2 separate regions of the Sus scrofa genome follow, and region 2 is linked to region 1. Evidence: chromatin contacts called from public HiChIP or PLAC-seq data. All regions are on one chromosome and are shown on one strand. Each heading gives the region's core, a stretch centred on a gene start, on an enhancer-like site or on the middle of the called end of the contact. The rest is flanking DNA. Distances are from core to core; before and after follow the strand shown. Region 1 has its middle 74 kb from the start of CDK13. Region 2 holds the start of RALA (ras-related protein Ral-A).

What was found. HiChIP or PLAC-seq counts read pairs in DNA pulled down with a chosen protein or histone mark.
Region 2: an H3K27ac HiChIP or PLAC-seq map of skeletal muscle shows a contact between it and region 1. The contact joins the promoter of RALA here to the enhancer-like site in region 1. A contact is called at or near these places in 9 of 47 Hi-C or Micro-C datasets (alveolar macrophages, embryonic fibroblasts, fetal skeletal muscle and 5 more) and 2 of 2 datasets of contacts at active chromatin or transcription factors (alveolar macrophages and skeletal muscle).

Annotation. Positions count from the first base shown.
Region 1 is chr18:54,502,421-54,505,505 of Sscrofa11.1, reverse strand. No RefSeq gene overlaps it. Among named protein-coding and RNA genes, the nearest start is that of CDK13, 74 kb to the right of the region's middle. Within about 2 kb of position 1,550, at least 38 of the 83 cell types and tissues checked have an H3K27ac peak or open chromatin away from gene starts, as enhancers often do. A contact at or near this core is called in alveolar macrophages, mesenteric adipose tissue, omental adipose tissue and 3 more, where this site is marked.
Region 2 is chr18:54,629,367-54,632,322 of Sscrofa11.1, reverse strand. It overlaps RALA (ras-related protein Ral-A), which reads left to right and starts at 1,577. Exons shown (of 5, transcript XM_021079219.1): 1 at 1,577-2,826.

The DNA.
Region 1 (3,085 bases), core at 301-2,800:
CAGCTCTGAGGAGACAAGGGGGAGTCAGGATGCACAGGAGTTTTGCAACAAAGGGCAGGTGGAGGAACAACGGAGTCCTGCTAATGACAGAAGAGCAGAGATCTCGGCGTTCCTACCGTGGCTCAGCGGTTAACGAATCCGACTAGGAACCATGAGGTCGTGGGTTCGATCCCTGGCCTTGCTCAGGGGGTTAAGGATCGGCGTTGGCGTGAGCTGCGGTGTAGGTCTCAGATGCAGCTCGGATCCGGTGTAGCTGTGGCTGTGGTGTAGGCTGGCGTCTACAGCTCCCATTAGACCCCTAGCCTGGGAACCTCCATATGCCATGGGATCGGCCCTAGAAAAGGCGAAAAAGACAAAAACAAAAAAAAAAAAAGAAAAAAGAAAGAAAGAAAAAGCAAGCAAGCAAAGCAAGGCAAAGCAGAGCTCTCGAGGAACTCAGGGCTTTTCTCTGTGTGGGAAGGTGCGAAGGTCTGGGCTCCCTGCACCCATCCCTGAGCGGCTCCTGGGCCGTCTGGGCCGGTGTCCTGTGCTTGCCCAGCCCCAGTTTCCTCGGGGCTCCCTGTGGGGAGAGGTTGCCGGCTGCTGGCTGCTGGCTGGCAGGTGTCCTTGGTGTCCTTCCTGAGTTCCCCCGGGGTCGCGGGCTCACCTGGAGGTGGCTGCACTCGCAGAGGACTGGGACAGCTTTTGTTTTGTGGGCTTGAGGGCAGCCCAGGCGGCAGCAATTCAGACAGCTCTGAAATGCCCCCGCAAGGAGGAAAGGGGACACAGCAAGATGCGAGTGACGAAGGGGAGGGGGAGGCGCCTGCCTTTTACAGAGTTTGCTGCTGGTGTCGGGAGGGTGGCGACGAGTCATGGGAAGCAGACGAGGCCATTTAGCGCTTTTCTAGATTTGAGGCGATGCAAGAGTTGGGCACCTAAAATCTTCTAAAAATAGCTAACTAGGAGTTCCCATTGTGGCGCAGCAGAAGCAAATCTGACTAGGAATGATGAGGTTGCGGGTTTGATCCCTGGCCTCGCTCAGTGGGTTAAGGATCTGGCGTTGCCATGAGCTGTGGTGTAGGTCGAAGATGGGGCTCGGATCTGAAGTTGCTACAGCTGTGGCGTAGGCCAGCAGCTACAGCTCCAATTCGACCCCTAGACCCCTAGCCTGGGAACTTCCATATGAGCCAGGTGTGGCCCTAAAAAGCAAAAAAAAAAAAAAAAAAAAAAAAAATCTGACTCTCTGAAGGCCTGTTCTGCCAGTTTTCCCAGAGCCCAGAGTGTCTCACTCCTGGTCTCCACCCTGAGCTCCACGCGGGGTGCTGAGGCTCAGCAGCTGCCGTGGCTCCTGGTTTAATCCATGTGGAGGCAGATGGGAGGTGCTAATCTCCAATTCACACACGAGACCCTTGCTCTGCTCCTCCGAGGAGTTCCCCAGTGTCTCAGGGGGGCAAGGATCCAGCATTGTCACTGCTGTGGCCCAAGAATTTCCACAAGCTGCAGGCCCGACCAAAACCGAAACCAAAACCAAACTGCCCCTCCACCCTCTAGTCAAGCCCAGCGCCCACGTGGCTCAGAGATGGGGTGACACACCTCTCAGTTCCCCTGTCAGCCTGGTGCTGAAAACAACCCGGACTTTGCGGGGCTCCTGGACACTCAAGCTTTTCTGTGTCCCCCATTTCTTGCTTTTAGGGAATAAGCTTCCGCCTCCAGGGCCCTCCCTGCTCCAAAGGCCAGGTTCAAATAATTGCTCATTAGAGAGAAGGGAGCGGATGCAGAGACCAGGGAGGAAGCCTCCAAAACAACAGTGCAGCCGTGGGGCAGCGTCCTGGTTCCTCCTCAAAAATACGCATAACAAGATCTGCAAGTTCTTCTGCAGAACTAAAACCCCCACCAAATGAAAGCACAGGGGAGGACCCCCAGAACCAGCCCTGGGGCCACCAGAGCCCAGCTTGGAAGCGCGAAAGCTGACATCCAGCCAGTCCTCAGCTGTGGCCCTACTTTTCCTTCCAAACTATAAGACCACCTCCTACTCTCTCCCAAAGCAGGCACTGCCTTTAGGGCGCTCGTCTGCTGTGTCCCCCTTTGCCTGGCCAAGCAATACAGCTATTTTTCTCTGCACTTCTATTCAGCACCAGTGGACAGAGGCCAAGGTCAGCATCAGCGCCCTTACTGACGTCCCCCTTCACTCCGCCAAGTGCGCCAGTGTGGGTGGTAAGCTACAGGGTCTCCTCGAGAACCGCCTGGGGTCTGTTACCTCAACATGAGCAAGACTTGCAAAGCCTAGGTCTGAGCCCAAAGGTCTAAGGACACGGCTGTTTCCAAAAGGCAGAGCTCGGGAGGGGTCAATAGTTCAGCCTAACCAGGAAAGATGCACGAGGCAGCGACAAAGCTTTGGTGCACCTTGCTGGCCGGGCACCCTCACTGGCACAGGTGCCCTGCGTACTAGGAATCCAGAGGCATGAACACAGATCAGAGCCTGTGGTCAGGAGGAAGCACACATTCTTTCCATCCAATGAACACTCAGACGCTCTCCTGGGCCAGGAACAGACAGAGACACTGGGAATCCACACAGGTCTCAGGAGTCCGTCGACCTATAACACGGGGGGGGGGGGGGTGCGATGCTGTGACCTGAGCACGAGGGGGTCCCGGGAACCCCGAGCAAGAAGCGGCTCACCCCTCCTGGAAAGGGGCTGGGGTGGGTAGGGAAAGCTGTCACCAAGGAGCTGTCTGGGCTGGGCTCTGCAGGCCGGACGAGGTGTCAGCTTCTCTCCCTGTGGGGCAGGGAATTCTCAGCTTTCAGGAGCCAAACAGGCAGGACGAGAAGGGTGGGTGAGCCAGCTGTAGGGACCAGGGAGGCAACGGGGATGGAGTGGTCCCCGGGGTGGGGCTGGTGCTCCTCCCAGACCTCCCCTGAGGGACAGCTGGGCGGGGCTGGAGGTCAGGGCAGCCAGAGGGCCCGGCACGGAAGGGTGGGGCTGAGACTGGGGGAGGCTCTGAGAAAGTTTATCTGCAATTGGATAAACTTCCTGGGAGAAGGGCAAACATGCGGGCCATGCCCAGAAGCAGAAAAAATCAGGCCGGCTCCGAGGCAGTGGTTTACACC
Region 2 (2,956 bases), core at 328-2,827, 130 kb before region 1:
CTACCTAAGAGACTTGCAGAGCTCATTAGACAGTACATTTCTGAGATGTTGTAAAAGTAGAATTTGATTTTATTCCCGTTTTAATAGAAGTAGAAACTGGTGAAATAGGGATGCTGCAGAGCTCTTTGCCAACACACACCAAAAAATCCAGTTTCCAAGAGGATTCACTTTGCAAATATTCTAGCAAAATTACTCATTATATTAGCACGCATGTGTATCACAGGAAAGAAAATGTTATTTAAAACTCAGAGGGACTACAGCTGCTTCCTTCTTCTAAGGCGGAGTGGCAGAATTCTATCAGTGGAAAAATAACTCACTGTGTTGCTTCCTTCCTTTTGCAGAGACTGGTAGACGAGGAAGAAAGGAGAGACTGAAAGTTGTAAGTATCCGCCAATTTTTCTCTGCTTCTCCAAAGTAAGACGCAAAGTTAAGTAGATGGCTCTTAATTTAGCAGTGCACACACTGGGTTTTGATATGCAAAAATAAACTGGAGTCCCTAAGCATGGGCAAAACTAAATTGATTTGAAAACAGGGTCTGAGAATTGCAAAGAAGTCCTTCTCCCTGAAAAGATGAGTCCGGCGAATGAAAACAGAGACCAGTGACTCTGAAAGGTGACCGTGAAAATTTCCAAGAGATAGAATTGCTGAGGATGTTTAAAAACAAGGATATCTAATAATCCACTTTAAACTGTTTTAATGGAGTAATGTAAACGCTATTCCCTTGCCCTAAACCTTCAATAAGGTTTGGCGCGCACGCGAGCACACGCGCGCACACACGCGCACGGACACACTTTGTGGGTCTGCCATGAGCGGATCTTTTTTTGTATGGAGGAAAAGAAGCCACGTTCCGTGGCTGGACCGACGCGGTGTATAAGGAGACACTTCGCCAAAGGAGATGAGATGAGACAGCAAGAGTTCAACAGAATCAAGAGGCTGGACTTGGAGAATGTCAGCCGAGGAAATTCAGAGAGATATTGGGAGGATATTGGATTCCCCGCCAGCTGAGATTTGAAGGTTAACTCCGTTTGGGGAAGATTAGCTCATTTTTTGGAAGGTTAACTCCGTTTCTGAAATGCTCAGGGGACGAATGTGGCGATGAAGATGATTTGGGCCACGAGTGGCAGAAAGCCCTGGTTCAGCGTGACTTGATCAGTAAGGGAGCTCGCACTCCGGTGTGACAGCAGGTACAGAGGAAGGACGGAAAGGACGGAGGAGGGCTGGGTGGTGTCGAGGACTCGGGTTCTTTCGATATCTTTTTCCTCTGACATTTTCAGCTGATAGCCAAATGGCTACAGCAGTTCCTGGCAGTATATCCACTTATAACATCCAGAGGCAGGAAGGAGGCCATTTCTTGGCATCTCCTGTTTATGAACGAGGAATCTTTCCAAGAAATACTCCCAGCAGACTTTCCTATGTGTCGAATTGGCCAGATCTGGATCACAAGCCTGCCAGTAAACCAATCTCCTTGGAAACATCCTAACTGGCTTGGACCAATCAGGATTTACTCATGGGCTGGGATGAGTCACTTCACCTGGGTCACAAGAGGGATGGGTAGAGGCTTAAGAAAATCAGGATTTTTAGGAGTTCCCATTTGTGGCAAAGCGGAAATGAAGCCAACTGGGAATTATGAGGTTGCAGGTTTGATCCCTGGCCTCGCTCCGTGGGTTAAGGATCCGGCATTGCCGTAAGCTGTGGTGTAGGTCGCAGATGCAGCTCGAATCTAGAATTTCTGTGGCTGTGGCATAGGCTGGCAGCTGTAGCTCTGATTCACCGCCTAGCCTGGGAACCTCCATATGCTGCAGCTGTGGCCCTAAAAAGCAAAAAAAAAGAAAGAAAAGAAAATTAGGGTTTTTAGATATTTAGTGTGCCCCCCACTGACTTTGAGTCTCATGGAAAATGATCCATTACAGGAAATGTGAGATACATGTATTTCCAGCAGTAGAGATACACACACATTTCAATCATTTGTGTAAGGCACTTTGACCACTTATATTATGGCTGGTTTCGTTATCAACTATGGTCACAAATGAGGGTTTGAGTGGCTCAACAAAACGTTCCTTTCTGGGAAGGACGTAAATGGAGACTTGAAGTTTGTTTTTTCAGCATAAAGGAGTTGGAGCACATTTAGAATAATGGGTTTGGTTAAAGGTATCACATTTTATGAAAACTGACAAAACCAGAGTGCCTCAAAGAAAGCACGTACTGTGACGATCAGACAAATAAGCAGGGGATATTTAACTTGGAAAACGAAACAAAACAATGCTTGGCAGAATATAATAGGCACTTTAGTCTATTTGAAAGGCTATTATGTGGAATAGAGTATAGACTTATTCTGGGTAGTTCCACAAGTTAGAAGTAGGACAAACTGAAACTCCACTGAGACACTCTTCAGGCCAATATAACATAGCCATCCAGCAACCGTGGTGTTGAGAGATTCTTGCTTTGGTGGGAAACCAGACCAGGTGAAAGCACCTGGTACGGGTTTTTGGAGAAGGCTGACCTTTCCATCAGCAGATTGAGTAAAGCGGATATCCCTCCCTAACGCGGGTGGGATTCAGCCAATCAGCTGAAGACCTGAATAAAATAAAAAAGCCGACCCTCCCGCAAGTAAGAGGGAACTGCTCCTGCCTTTGAGCTGGGACATCAGCTTTTTTCCTGCCTTCAGAGTCAAACCGATGTTGACTCTTCTTCAGTCTCTACCCTGCTGACTTTCTACCTGAACTTAATCATCGGCTCTTCTGGCCTCAGGCCCTTGGACTTGGCCTGAACTAGACCGTTGGCTCTCCTGGGTCCCCAGAAAGCAAGCCCTTTCTTCAGTTCTAACAGGTGAGTCACATTCTGCAGATTACCCCTTTTGCTTATTGCTGGTTTGAGGATTACTAGAATTCTGATTCTACTTCATTTTCTACCATCGGTTCACCATCACTGATCTCTTTTCATTCGAAAATGGAAACAG